Regions from separate parts of the Mus musculus genome. Here region 2 is linked to region 1. Evidence: chromatin contacts called from public Hi-C data. All regions are on one chromosome and are shown on one strand. The core of a region is the stretch at or near the end of the contact, and the rest is flanking DNA. Distances in the headings are between cores, read along the strand shown.

Region 1 (7,443 bases), core at 3,708-6,207:
GTATTTATGTCCTCGAGAGAGAGCGAGCGAGAGAGAGAGAATAACTAAGAGGCAATGATAAAGGTTATAGGTGTTAAGAATTGTCTGGGTCTCCATCCAGTGGAAAAAAGACAGCATGTTCAACAAATGGTGCTGGCACAACTGGCGGTTATCATGTAGAAAAATGCGAATTGATCCATTCTTATCTCCTTGTGCAATGCTCAAGTCTAAGTGGATCAAAGAACTCCACATAAAACCAGAGACACTGAAATTTATAGAGGAGAAAGTGGGGAAAAGCCTCAAAGATATGGGCACTGGGGAAAAAAATTCCTAAACAGAACAGCAATGGCTTGTGCTGTAAGATCAAGAATTGACAAATGGGACCTCATGAAATTGCAAAGCTTCTGTAAGGCAAAAGACACTGTCAATAGGACAAAAAGGCCACCAACAGATTGGGAAAGGATTTTTACCAATACTAAATCTGATAGGGGACTAATATCCAATATATACAAAGAGCTCAAGAAGCTGGACTCCAGAAATTCAAATAACCCCATTAAAAAATGGGGTACAAGAGGCAGGCGGATTTCTGAGTTTGAGGCCAGCCTGGTCTACAAAGTGAGTTCTAGGACAGCCAGGGCTATACAGAGAAACCAAAAAAAAAAAAAAAAAAAGGAGGTACAGAGCTAAACAAAGAATTCTCAAGTGGGGAATACCGAATGGCTGAGAAGCACCTGAAAAAATGTTCAACATTCTTTTTTTTTTTTTTTAAAGATTTATTTTATTATTAATATATGTAAGTACACTGTAGCTGTCTTCAGACACTCCAGAAGAGGGAGTCAGATCTTGTTGCGGATGGTTGTGAGCCACCATGTGGTTGCTGGGATTTGAACTCTGGACCTTCGGAAGAGCAGTCGGGTGCTCTTACCCACTGAGCCATCTCACCAGCCCAATGTTCAACATTCTTAATCATCAGGGAAATGCAAATCAAAACAACCCTGAGATTCCACCTCACTCCAGTCAAAATGGCTAAGATCAAAAATTCAGGTGACAGCAGATGCTGGTGAGGATGTGGAGAAAGAGGAACACTGCTGGTGGGATTGCAAGCTTGTACAATCACTCTGGAAATCAGTCTGGCAGTTCCTCAGAAAATTGGACATAGTACTACCGGAAGATCCTGTAATACCTCTCCTGGGCATATACCTAGAAGATATAATAATATCTTCTAGGTATATATCAGCTGGTAATAAGGACACATGCTCCACTATGTTCACAGTAGCCCTATTTACACTAGCCAGAAGCTGGAAAGAACCCAGATGCCCCTCAACAGAGGAATGGATACAGAAAGTGTGGTATATTTATACAATGGAGTACTTACTCAGCTATTAAAAACAATGAATTTATGAAATTCTTGGGCAAATGGATGTATCTGGAGGATATCATCCTTAGTGAGGTAACCCAATCACAAAAGTAGTCACTTGATATGCACTCACTGATAAGTGGATATTAGCCCAGAAACTTAGAATACCTAAGATGCATTTGCAAAACACAAGAAAATCAAGAAGAAGGTAGACCAAAGTGTGGATACTTCATTCCTCCTTAGAATAGGGAACAAAACACCCATGGAAGAAGTTACAGAGACAAAATTTGGAGCTAAGACGAAAGGATGGACCATCCAGAGCCTACCCCACCCAGAGATCCATCCCATAAACCAGCCACCAAACCCAGACACTATTGCATATGCCAGCAAGATTTTGCTGAAAGGACCCTGATATAGCTGTCTCTTGTGAGGCTATGCCAGTGCCTGGCAAATACAGAAGTGGATGCTCACATCCATCTATAAGATGGAATACAGGGCCCCAATGGAGAAGCTAGAGAAAGCACCGAAGGAGCTGAAGGGATCTGCAACCCTATAGGTGGAACAACAATATGAACTAACCAGTACCCCAGAGCTCGTGTCTCTAGCTGCATATATAGCAGAAGATGGCCTAGTTGGCCATCATTGGGAAGAGAGGCCCCTAGGTCTTACAAACTTTATATGCCCCAGTACAGGGGAATGGCAGGGCCCTGTACTGGGAGTGGGTGGGTAGGGGAGTGGGGGGAGTATAGGGGACTTTCAGGATAGCATTTGAATTGTAAATAAAGAAAATATCTAATAATAATAATAATAATAATAATAATAATAATAATAAAAGAATTGTCTGGGTCTTATGTGAAAGATTGTCCTTTCAGTGTTGGGAGAGGAACTGAGGGAGGAAGGGTCATAATTGGTAGTGAGCGACGTATATGAGGATGGTAATAGTGGGGTGTATGGAACTGCCATGTTCCACATGTGGGAGTCAGTTCTCAGATTACCCTCCAGACTTTCTCACTGGCTCAAAATGTTAAAAGACAAATGAAGGAAAAATAATAACAACTGGACTCAGGCCTGATGGTACATGCCTGACATCCAAACTGAGGCAGGAGGATCACAAGTTCAAGTTTTAGCTTGAACAAACAACTTTATGAACTGCGGTTTCAATAATAAAAAGTAGAAGTGGGGAAATGGCTCAGCATTAAGAGCACATACTATTCTTGCAGAGAACCCAAGTTCAGTTTCCAGCATCTACAGGAAGCACAACTGCCCCAAACTCAAGCTTTGGTCTCTGTAGGCACCTGCATCCTGTGCACATACCTACACAAACACATATAGGCACTCCTCTACACACACACACACACACACACATTTTAAAAAAGTAAAACATTGACTGAAGATGTAGCTCAATGGTAGAGCATTTGCTTAGCATGTACAAGTTCCTTGGTTAATAGTACCAGAACAGCAGCAGCAGCAGCAGCAACAACAACAACAATCATAACTATAGCCCTTCAAGCCTTCAATGCCAACATGCAGACCAACACATTACTTACTTCATATTGATCTCCAGGACAGAGGCGGGCAAAGCCAGCCAGACCTGAAAACAAGAGATCGTTCTGTGAGTTGCAGAACACATTTCCCTTCTTTAGAGACACAATTTGTCATGGGTTAAAAACTCATGTAATAATGTAACAGGTGTAGGAGCATCTTCAGAGAATAGCCTTTGTGGGGATATACAGCTAGCAGGACATGCCCCTTAGGGTGGTGGGAGGAGGTTTCAAGGGGAGTCTGTTGGGTGGTGAGAACTCTGTGTACCTTTGGCAGATTTCAGGATCAGGGCAGCAGGACCAAAAAGACCTATTCTTTCACTGACCAAAATATTCCCATGCAAATAAACTGGCCTCTTGGTTTTCCTGTCTCCCAAGATCTGTGACACTAGATACCTTCCTGTGAGTCCTTGTCCCCACACCTGTCACTTGTCTGCAGCACACTCATTCCTGTTTCTCTCATTCTACTTATATAGCACAGTGATGCCACTGTTGATGCTTATGAACTTGCTAGAAGTAGACTGTCATGTACCCCACACTGGTGATTAAGAAAACAAACCCAGGGGCTAGAAAGATGGTTAAGCAATTGTGAGCACCGACTGTTCTTCTAGAGTGCCTGGGTTCAATTCCCAGCACCCACGTGGCAGCTCACAACTGTCTGCAGCTCCAGGATCTGACAGAGACAGAACTCAACTGCACATAAAAATAAATATAAATAAAGAAAAGAAAACAAACTAAATCCAATCAACAAACTGCCAATAGCCTGTTCCTTCAAAAGAAGAAGTGTGTCTTAGGATGATTAATGCTGCGATGAAACACCATGACCAAAGCAACTTGGGGAGGAAAGCGATTATTTAGCTGAAGCGTCACTGTCACGATTCATCAGTGAACGGAAGTCAGGACAGGAGCCCAAACAGGGCAGGAACCTAGAGTCAGGAGCTGATACGAAGGTCATGGAGGCTATGGAGGGTTTCTGCTTATTGGCTTTCTCAGCCTGCTCTCTTATAGCACCCAGGACTCCCAGTCCAGGGATGGCACCACCCACGATGGGCTGGGCCCTTCCCCATCATCACAAATTAAGAAAATGTTCTATGGCTGGATCTTATGGAGGCATTTTCTCAAATGAGGCGCCCTCCTCTCAGGTGACTCTAGCCTGCGTTGATTGACAGATCCAGTTAGCACAAGGTGCCTTTTCTTCCCCTGTGTCATCTGCAGGTCAACTTGAGCCTACCGCTTCAGCAGCAACACCTTGTCAGAATACACGGCCGCCGCCCTGGGACAGCTCCAGAGTCCCAGCTTCCATTACCCTTTCCACCTTCCTATTGATATTTACCAAAAGCCCACTGTGTGAGGGTGAAAATATTAATTTACATTTTAGAATTTCTCACTAAAAAAAAAAAACTATGACATAATTGCAGTGAAAAAATCAGCACAGACGTTTTCTATTTCTAACCTTTGAGTCCTGGGGCAAGTTTCTCCTGTGCTTGTACGTGCTTGTGCATGTATACACAGGCATATGTATGCCTATGTTTGCGGATGCTTCATAGACCCTTTTTTTTTTTTTTTTTTTTTTTTTTTCCTTTTTGAGATGGGATCTCTTACTGAACCTGGAGGTTGCTGTTTGGTTAGATTGGCTGGCCAGAAAGCACAGGGACCTACTACCCATCTCAAGTCCCTTTTCCATCAGAGGCCAAGTTGGGATTATAATCACATGACCCGATGCCCAGCTTTTTATGTGGGCTCTGCAGATCCAAACCCATATCCTTTTGCTCGCTTTATGCTGTCTTCCCTGCCCTGGGTTGTGTTTCTAGCAAACAAGATTTTACTCACGTAGACATAACAAGGATGATGTCACACTGTGTGTTTTACCTTCAGTGAATGGCTCAATTTATCTCAAATGGACAAATCTGCTTCCCATTGACCCATGGGCATGGTGATGAATAAGACGAATCCAGGGAAGCTTCAAAATGGGCTCACCTCTTACCATCTTTCGACACTAGATGGCAGCAGCTCACCAACTTGGCATGCCTTTTAGTTGGCGAGCCCATGCATTTAGGAGCAGCTCTCGCTAACAATTAGAAGCTAATGAGCCACTTAGGAGGACCCACTGTAATAAAAGCAGGATTGGAGGAAGCGATTTTCATGAATAATTCTGGAGCATTTAGGCTTTTTTCCCCCACCTCCACAAAAACACATCGGAAAGAAAGCACTGCTGGCTGGCTTTTATGAATCTGAAGCCCAATGTGCTAATTCTAAGAAAACCCTATTTACCCTTTGAATACCTACAAATTATCAGCTCCTGGTTAATCCACTAGCTGGTTACATGTTGAGGTGACAATAGGGACCCCGCTTCAGGGAAGCTGACTATGTACCATGATGGATACGTTGAGAAGGGTGGGGGGACTCTTTGACGATCTCCCTTCTCAAAATCACCAGAAATTTCTTATCACGGGAGGAGGAGGGCTGGGGTCGTGATGAGTTTTGGGTCTCACTGTCCATGGAATGAACACACCTTATTGACATTCCTTATAAGGCATCTCCAGCCTCTGGTGACAGTGATAACAGCAGAATGGCAGCAGGTAGGAGGAGCCAGTTCCAGCCGAAGCTCCCCAGGCGGGGGGAGCACTTCTGCTGGAGCACCAGCTATCGTGGACTTTGGGGCCTGGCTAGGTTCTGCAAATTCTGGCCCAAGGCCCTGCTGGCATTTCTACAGCTGCGAAAAGCCCAGTGTTTTCTCAGCTGCTTGGTGGTAACTGTTGTATCAGCTAGGTTTTCATGATGGCCACTCAGAAATCATCCCTGGGTTCCCTCAGGTGGGTCTCTTTTGATCTTTTACCTTGCTCCTGTGTTAATGATCCAACAGCTCTTCCACAGCCTGAATGGAGGACAGGGTGCTGCCCCCAGTGTGACTGTGGATAAATGATGCCCCCGCTCATGGTTGAACATTTGGCCACCAGCTGGGTAGCTCTGTTGTGGGAGGTTATGGAGTCTTTAAGAGTTAGGGCCTAGCTGGAGGAATCAGACACTGGAGAGTGTGTTCTTGAGGTTTATAACTCTGCTTTGCTTCCAGCCTGTGTCTGGCTTCCTGATCCACTCTAACCCCTGCCTCAGCTGCCGGCCTCTCCGACTACCATAGCTCCCCTTCCCATAGTGGACTAAACTCCTCCAAATCTTAAGCCGCCACGGATCGTTTTCCTCTTAAGTTGTTTCTTTCAGAGAATTTATCACAGTGGAGAAAGGTTGCAGATACAACCTCATAGCTATCTACAGCTACACAGCTATAGAGCCTCCCAGCTACCTACAGCCACACAGCTGCTCACCTGGCTCCCCGTGCCACTGGCTGCCTTTGCTCAGACACGGTTCTGGTCATAGAAGTACTCCATTGTTTCCCAGTTTTGCCATGACCTTCCTAAGAGTGTACCTCGGACTGTGTCTTAGTACTGGCCTTCCTGCTTCCTGGGCAGGTTTCCCAGTTCATCCTAAAGGCCATGGTGACCAGCTAGCACTGACCTCTGGACATGTGTCCTCCTGGAACTCATTTGAATGAGGTCATCGTTGGGAAGAAAAGCAGTTTTCTGTAAGACACGCAGTTCTTAGCTTCTTTTCTGATTTGGGGTCCTGAATCCAGCTGGGTCCTTACAGGTTTTTGGAATCTGGCCTCAACAGCTCCCCACAGCACTTTTACAGAGCACAGAGATCACAGCACCCCCCCCCCCCCCCGACAGCTTTGGGCAGCATCCCCGCCTTCAGGAGGGACTTTCAGTTTAGTTGTTCTAGCCAGAGGTTATTCAGGACGCTCTCTGCACCCCCCCCCCCCATCCTTTCCTCAGTGGGAACCTTCACTTAACATTTTTTATTTTTTCTTTTCTTCTTTCTGTCTGTCCCTCTGTTCCTCTTCCTTCCTTCCTCTTCTTTCCTTCCTTCTCTCCTTCTTGCCTTTCTTTCCTTCTCTCTCTGTCTCTTTTTCTTTTTTAAAGATTTATTTATTTATTTATTTCTATGTATTTGAGTACATAGTTGCTGAACAGATGGTTGTGAGCCTTCATGTAGTTGTTGGGAATTGAATTCTTAGGACCTCTGCTCACTCTGGCCAATCAATTCTACTTGCTTCGGCCCAAAGATTTATTTATTATTATATATAAGTACACTGTAGCTGTCTTCAGACAGCGCCAGAAGAGAGCATCAGATTTCACTACAGGTGGTTATGAGCCACCATGTGGCTGCTGGGATTTGAACTCAGGACCTTCGGAAGAGCAGTCAGTGCTCTTACCCGCTGAGCTACCTCGCCAGCCCTTTTCTTTTCTTTTCTTTTCTTTTCTTTTCTTTTCTTTTCTTTCCCTTTCCCTTTCCCTTTCCCTTTCCCTTTCCCTTCCTTCTTTCTTTTTCATTCTTTCTTGACAGTGTCTCACTGTGAAGCCTAAGCTGGCCACAACCTCACAATCCTCCTGCCTCAGCCTCAAGAGTGCTAAGATTATAGGCATGGACCAGCAGACCCGACTTAATTTTCTGTTTTCTTTTGAGACAGTTTACAGCTAGCTTTGTACTCAGATCCTCCTGCCTCTGCCC
Region 2 (7,443 bases), core at 2,156-4,655, 310 kb before region 1:
GCTTACACACTTTCTGATTCATAAACCTAGAAATATTTGGTTTTTTAGAAACTGCTAAAAAAGGTCCAAACACAAAGTATAAAGCTCACTGTCTGATCTTTAATACTTGGCAATGCCTTTAAAAGTCACTGGAGACTTGAGTCTCCTCCAGTACTGGGACCAGAGCCTATAGAGAGATGCACTCTCTAGACAGAGGTGCAGTTGTAAGTGCTCTTGCTCTTCACTAGCTAAGAGCAAGCAGGGGGCAGGTGCAAGCGTCTGTGCGAGCATGCTGACCTGAGCTGGATGCCTGGAGTCCATGGGAAAGGGAAAGGAGGGTGCAGCCGTATGCTGTCTTCTGACTCCCACGTCACTCGCACACCATAAACAGTAACAAGTACTTTCTCTTTTTTTAGTTCCCCCAAGACAAAACATACGACCCACTCTTCCTACCATTTAATCCTACAAACATGCCAATGCAATTCACTTTTACCAAATCTATCCTGCAGGAAAGGTGTGCCTTAGAGTACTTTACGGCCTCAGTCGACAGTCAGACCTGTGGTATCTATCCACCCACACAGGCTAGAGCTTCACACTGCTAATAGGATGTGTTCGGGGAAGCAGATAACAGCAGTTAGGTCCTCTGCTCACTCATCCAGGGAGGATGAAATCAGCTACTGCTGTACTTGATTGTATTCAAAGGGACATGCTTTTTCAAATATGCATAGGTGTTTTGCCTGCATGTATGTCTATGTACCACTTGTATGTTCCATGTCTACAGAGGCCAGAAGTGGGCATCAGATCTCTGAGAATTGGAGATTCTCAGATTACAGATGGTTGTGAGCCACCATGAGGGTGCTAGAAATCAAACCCAGGTCATCTGGAAGACCCTTAACCACTGAGACATCGTCCAGCCCCAGGAAATGCTCTTTTCAAGTTAATCTGGGTTCTCTTGTGCTCCATAGTGCCCTAGTGTTTGCACTATCTCATCAGTATTCACAGCTGCGTTTCCATGCGTCTTTTGGATTGAGGGCCTGGGCACAGTGATTTGAGCTCCTCTGAGTAGGGCTGCGTGCATATGCTTAGGATCAGTTGACAGAGCTCACAAATGGGATGCAGTCACAGCAGGTGAGACAAGGCTAGACAACAAACTAGACAAGGCTAGCTCTCTCCCCGGTGGCTGGAGTTGGGGGTCAGGATGCACTGCACAGTGTTGGGTTTGCTGACTGTTGACTGTACTGAAGTGAGAAGAGCAGCACTGGGATCGACCACGCAGAGGAGATGGAGCTGCTGCTGGAGAACTACTACCGCTTAGCAGAGGACCTCTCCAACGAGGCGCGCGAGCTTCGGGTCCTGATTGACGATTCGCAGAGCATTATCTTCATCAACCTAGACAGGTGAGGATGCCCTACAGAGGGGGCAAGCACTGCAGTTAGGAACGAAGAAGCACTTTTTAAAACAATGGCATTTGGAAGAAGTCACACCATCACATCTGGGACTACTCCAGTGGGCTTTATTGGTTACCTATGGCCTGGCTAAAGCACTGAATGATGCATGGGTTTTTTGGACTCAGAGTTTGAGGGAAACTTGAGGTAGCTGCTCATATGTCCTAGTCAGGAACCAGTGAGGTGAGTGCTGTGCTGTGCTCACTTCCCTGTGAATGCTCTCCAGGTCCCCAGCTGCGGACTAGTGCCACCTATGGCAAGGGTGGGTCTTCCCACCTCAGTTAAGACATTTGTTTCTATGGTGATTCTAAACTTTGTCAAGCTACAATATTATAATACATCACAGGAGTTCCTTTTGAAGGTGAAGAGTGACCACCCCCAGCCTCCATCGGCCTTCACTCGGTGTTGCTGGATCTGGGTGTGTGCTGGTCTGAGTGGGCTGTTTTCTCTGCAGCCATCGCAATGTGATGATGAGGTTAAATCTCCAGCTGACCATGGGAACCTTCTCCCTTTCACTCTTTGGTCTGATGGGAGTTGCTTTTGGCATGAATTTGGAATCTTCCCTTGAAGAGGTAAGAATGCAACTCTTTAAATAGCTCACAGGATTTTATTTTATAATGTTTAAATGGTCAGATTTGTTTGAAGTATATTCGTTCCCTTTCTCATTGCTGTGACAAAATCCCTGGCAAAGGCAACACAAGGTGCAAAAAGTTGGTTTTGGCTCACAGTTAAAGGAGTCACAGTCCATCATTGCGGGGAAGGCAAGGTCGCAAAGCAGGAGGCGTCTGGTCATGTGGGCCACAGTCAGGAGCAGGGGGCTCGCCCCCTCTGGAGACCCTCCCAGAATTGACTCCTGAGGGGTTCCAAATCTAGTCAAGCTGACAATAAAGATGTCACCTGAGCACAGGCTATAACTCACTTAGAAGTCAGGCAGTTACCAGTGGCCCCTGTGCGTTATTTCCTAGAACATGGAAGTACCCAGGAGACACTGACTAACTGTGAGGCAGTGGTAATAAGGGATTTTATTTTAGTTGTGTGTTCCTGGGAGTTTACATATATAGGGCTTCTTTGGTACAGTTACCACAACTCTATAAAATAGACACATTTCCCCTACTTTGTAGATGAGAGCCTCAGGAAACTAAAGTTGCACTTCTATAAAACAAGAGGATTTCAACCCAAAATGAAATCCTTTCTCATCCTGGTGTGGTGGTGCACACCTGCAGATCCAGCTCTTCAAGCCCAGGAATTGAGGGCCAGCCTGGGCTGCAGAGCAAAGCCTTGCCTTTACAGCATTTTCTGATAGTTGCATTATACACAGTCCCAGGTGCAGCAGACCCCAGTTGTGAGGAGACTGAGGAGTAGTCCTGCCCTCGCCGTGGTGTTTGGGCTTTCTTTACTGCAGGCCTTGTCCTCGCTGCTTTTTATGGAGCACTCTTCAATGGCGGGGAGCTTGTCTGTGAGGAGCCTGACCCCCCCCCCCTCTTTGTGACTGGAACAAACTCATTTCTTTCAGGACCATCGCGTGTTTTGGCTGGTTACGGGGATTATGTTTATGGGAAGTGGTCTCATCTGGAGGAGGTTGCTCTCATTCCTTGGAAGACAGCTGGAAGCTCCTGTGCCCCCTGTGGTATGGACTTGGGGTTCACGGCAGCACTGCTGGGCTCTCTGCAGATCTGGGCCAAGGGTCAGGCAGCCTGGGTTTCAGTGGTCGCAGGCTTTGTAACCCTGTGCAAGTTCTCCTTACTTTCCCTTCTAGTAATCCAGTCCACACTATGTGCATCCTATGATGTAGACAGTTAAATAAGGTGGGATGCTTAGCAGTGTCCAGCACAGTGAATCAGCTGGAAATGACTTGGTTTCTGTAGAACACTGGCAGGAATCCTACACTGAGACAGATGCTCTGCAGGGCTTTCCTGTAGCTGTGCTGAAATGCAGCTAGCTGTAGTGTTCTCATGAGCCTGGGGGCTGCCCCTCCTTTCCTCCCTTGTCTGTGGAGTCAGCACTGCTGGAGGAAGTGCACGGGCACGGACCTGCCCAGCCTTCCCTTACCCTCTGGTTAGTGGTTTCTAAGGAAACACAAACTGAAATTCCTTTCCTGCTTTATGTAGATGACCTCCTTACCTAAAAAGACCCTTCTGGCCAATAGAAGGATGGACGTGAAAAACAGCCTCAGGCCGGAAGGACTTGGAGCAAGCAGGACTATCCTGGCAAGCCGCTAGCAGCAGCCTGACAGACAAAGATTTGTATACTTCTGAAGCTATTATTACTTTCTGGGGAAAAAAGACAACTGGTGTTTAAATTATGTCTGACTAAAAATACTGTGGCATTCACAATACTAAACTTGATCACATCTTCAGAATTCTTTGAGACTAAGAAGAGGTTTCTTTGTAAAAGGCCAAAACCCTGTGTCCTACCAACTTTTGAAATACTGTTTTTATGGGCTTTTTAAAGTATAGATTAATTTATTGTGAGGTAGACTTATGTAGATTCAGCGTCATTCTACATATCAAGAAGAGTGCAGCTTCGTGCTGAAGGAGCCCAGGGACTGGCAGAGCCCATGGTTCCTGAGCACACAGACCTCACTTCCTCGCGCAGGGAGGGACCCACACTCCTAGCAGGTTCTCACTCAGGAACGAAAGCTAATGGATCTGTTAGCCTTGCAGCAAGCTCTGGAGGAGTGTTAGACCTTCCAGGCATTTGCTCTCTTTTATATATAAGATGAATGAAAGGAGGTATAATTTAATGTCAGCATATTTGGATTCCAGTTAATCAAGATTCTTACTATTTTTTGATTAGTTATAAATAGAACCATGGGAGTTAGGTTTAAAGAAGGAGTTTGTTTATTCTCTTACAATTTTATAGCTGTTTTGATGATTGCCTGTTTTAAGAGATTGTCCTACTACCCCCTCCCCAGGAGAAAATGTATACAGCCAGCTAATGTGTTTGCCGACCTCTCAGAAGTTAGCAGATGGGCTTGTCAAACAAGAACGTAGCTAATGCAAGAACTGTGGGAACGTGATCTTCCCAGTCAAAAGTTCTCGTTTAAAACAAATGGCAAAGCAGGCCATGGTTGCTCCACCAGCTGTGCCTCCAGTCCTTGAGAGGCTGCAGCAGGGAGATTACAAAGAGTTTGAGGCCAGCCTGGGCTACAGATTACGTTCTAGGCCAGTGAAGGTTATAGAGTGAGTTCCAGGCCCACCTGGACTATAAGTAAGACACTGACTCAAAACACCATCTGAAATGAGGCTGCGAGTGCTGCTCATTTTAGAGTGCTCACTCGCCTGGTGGAGCAGAGCTGGGGGGTCAGCCCTCTAACTGCACGGGAAGAGACAGATCGCTCATACCTGTAAGTTTGGAAGCTGTTGTTCTAATAACCATTCAGCCTGCCCTTGTGTGTTCTCAGGAGGTTTCATACAGTTGTGTGCTAGAACATTACAATACCAAAAAGTGTGCTTCCCAAAGTAATGCACTTGTAAGACTATAGTGAGGCCAGAGCAACGCTTAGCCTACAGGGAAGGAATAATGAAGTGCTTCCACCCCAAAATGTAATTAATTCACCTCACATAAAAGGACAGAACCGGCAGTTTAAAGTTTTTAAAGGTGGCTAGGTCAGGTAGGGTTTTTGAGTGACAGTGCTCCTTAAAGGGACTGTAAATAGCAAATACTGAGTTTAGTGATTGAGAAAGCAGTCACACATCAGGTGTGAGCAAAGAGGTGGGATCCGGTCTGTCCTTAACGTTCAGAGCCTCTGAGCCCATGTGGGCAGAGCAGAGGTCATCCTGTGAAGTGATTCCTGACAGCAGACTGGAATAGGCTAAACAGCTCACTGACAGGCTGCTGGGTGCTGGGATCCAGGAGCTGCGCTCAGCTTCATTTCTGTGATTGGCTGCAGTGAAGCTACATTTGAGCTTCAGTGTGATAACTTAAGTAATGGCCAAAGAGGTTCTAATGGGAGGATCCAAACGTGGGTGTATCATGTACTTTCTCACAGAGGACTCAATACAGTCAGTATCCTGTCGACTTGAAGATGTTTGGATTTCTGTAAGCTTTAAGTTTTCTTTATCTGATGCCTGTTACATGCTATGCTCAGGCACTGAACAAAAGACAAATCCTCTGGCCATGTTTAGACAGGCTTTTGTCCATCCATTACAGAGCAAAATCACTGGCACTGTGTGGCTGGGTTGAGGGAGCCCCTGCCTGCTGTGCACAAGGCTCTGGGGTTCGCCTTGCCATTTACATTTGCTAATTGCTGTCCGTGTACCAAAACGATGGCCCTTCTGCTGGCTGTGCTCTTTAGATAGGTTGGACCACTACTTAAACCAAATGTCCCATTGTGCTTCCTGCTGTGCCTTAGGAGTCAGAGTGTGTACTCACAGCAGCTGTGCCTTCCTTCCTTAGTGTCTGTAGTTGTACTTGACTGTTTAGAATGGGAGCACAGAGATCAGCAGTGAGGAGGGCCAGTGTGGCCCCTTCCCCACGCCCCTCTCTCCTCCTCCCACTGTTTTCACCAGACATATGACAAAATACCCAAGATAAACAGCTTAAAAAGAGGAAATGTTTATTTGGGCTCACAGTTTTCGGCCATGTCAGCGCCAGGGTGCTTGGCCCTGTTGCTTTGGGGCTGGGGAAGAAGCAGGGTGCTGTGGCAGAGGGGAGCTGCCCAGGTCATGGCAGCTCAGCTGGCAACAGAGAGGCAAGGAAGGCCCAGGGGTCCTGATACAACCCAGTACGTAACTCTCCTCAACAGAGTCCTACTCCACAGTTCCTACCTTCTTTAAGCTAAGGATCAAGCCTTCAACATAGGAGATTTGGGGTACATTTAAGATCCAAATAGGACCAGCCACCACTACCAAGGATTTTTTATAGGAGCAATTATATGGAGAGTGTTAAGAGCTAACTACACCCTTTCTAGGCAAGAGAGCCAGGTATTCCCACAGAAAAGGAGGTGGGTTGATAAAGTCCCAAGCACCGGCAGCAAACTCAGAGGATGCAGAAGAAAGAGCTTGAGAGGGGACCTCACAGCCTGCTGCTCCTATCACACGGCGTCCACACATAGCTGACCATATTTCTAGGCAGCCTGGCTGTCCCAGGTTTCGCTCCACCGGAGAACTACTTTGTCCATCCTGGAGATGACTTGGCTCAAGAAAGCGGGGCTGAATAGAAGAGTGCCGTCTTTAGTCTGAGCTGAAGCTGTAGACATGAAGTGCCCCAGAGAGCCGGGCTCCCCAAGAACTCCTTCCAGCAGCAACAACCACTTGGTTCTGTGGAGGACACAAGACAGACAGCACTAGTGACATTCCCACCATGAAGCAGACGTCATTCTGTGCTCTGAAGTACACATAAAAGCAATGCTGGCCACACCCCACAGCCAGAACTTGTGTCTCTCTCTTTGTTCAGACGCCACTTTCTCAGATCTGATAAGTTCCAAACCCCACTGTTGTACAAGGGGACCCCAGAACCTCACTGTGGTCGGTGCATGTGCCCACATCTGGAGTGGCGGGGGCTTGCACGGGCCACCTTCACAAAGCATCCCTGCTGCCTACACTGTTCTCAAGCTCACTTTCAGAATTCTCTCCAGAGTCTGCTGCAGGTTGTGAAACATTGTAGTAATGGCAAATCTTCACAACAGTTCAATTTGATCTTGGGGAATAGCCAAAAGTTATTTTAGATTTTTGTTGGTGAGTAGTGTAGCTGGTTATGCTGGCTGATAGCACTTTAGACAGCAGGCTGTGACATTTATCTTGTTGGTTGTATTTTAACATTAATAATCCCAAAATGATAATAATGGTAGCAATGTATTGTGGCCTGATCATGTATCAGGATTCTAGGTGGGGCCCTTACTGGCACCGCCTTATAATACGCCAAGGTCAGTCAACACAAGAGAAAAATAATCTTTTCAGTTGGCAAAGTGGTAATTTCTTCTCTTCCATTTTTTATGTAATTACTAATTTACTAAATGTGCTTTTACTTTGGCTATATTCTATGTCTCCTTTCTATTTCCTGGTCAAACCATGCTCCT

Evidence for each region. Hi-C and Micro-C count contacts between places; a contact is called where the count stands out from the background.
Region 2: a Hi-C map of cortical neurons shows a contact between it and region 1, with 2.4 times the contacts expected there. The contact joins two enhancer-like sites. A contact is called at or near these places in 2 of 484 Hi-C or Micro-C datasets (cortical neurons and embryonic stem cells).

Annotation. Positions count from the first base shown.
Region 1 is chr13:24,684,950-24,692,392 of GRCm38.p6, reverse strand. Ripor2 (RHO family interacting cell polarization regulator 2) reads right to left here. Exons shown (of 23, transcript NM_029679.2): 9 at 2,884-2,927. Among named protein-coding and RNA genes, the nearest start is that of Ripor2, 50 kb to the right of the region's middle. Within about 2 kb of position 4,957, at least 36 of the 459 cell types and tissues checked have an H3K27ac peak or open chromatin away from gene starts, as enhancers often do. A contact at or near this core is called in cortical neurons, where this site is marked.
Region 2 is chr13:24,989,278-24,996,720 of GRCm38.p6, reverse strand. It overlaps Mrs2 (MRS2 magnesium transporter), which reads left to right. Exons shown (of 11, transcript NM_001013389.2): 8 at 1,224-1,376; 9 at 1,879-1,996; 10 at 2,938-3,051; 11 at 3,533-4,426. The coding sequence ends at 3,643. Gpld1 (glycosylphosphatidylinositol specific phospholipase D1) reads right to left here. Exons shown (of 26, transcript NM_008156.2): 26 at 4,785-6,685. The coding sequence ends at 6,599. Among named protein-coding and RNA genes, the nearest start is that of Mir12184, 13 kb to the right of the region's middle. Within about 2 kb of position 3,405, at least 27 of the 459 cell types and tissues checked have an H3K27ac peak or open chromatin away from gene starts, as enhancers often do. A contact at or near this core is called in cortical neurons, where this site is marked.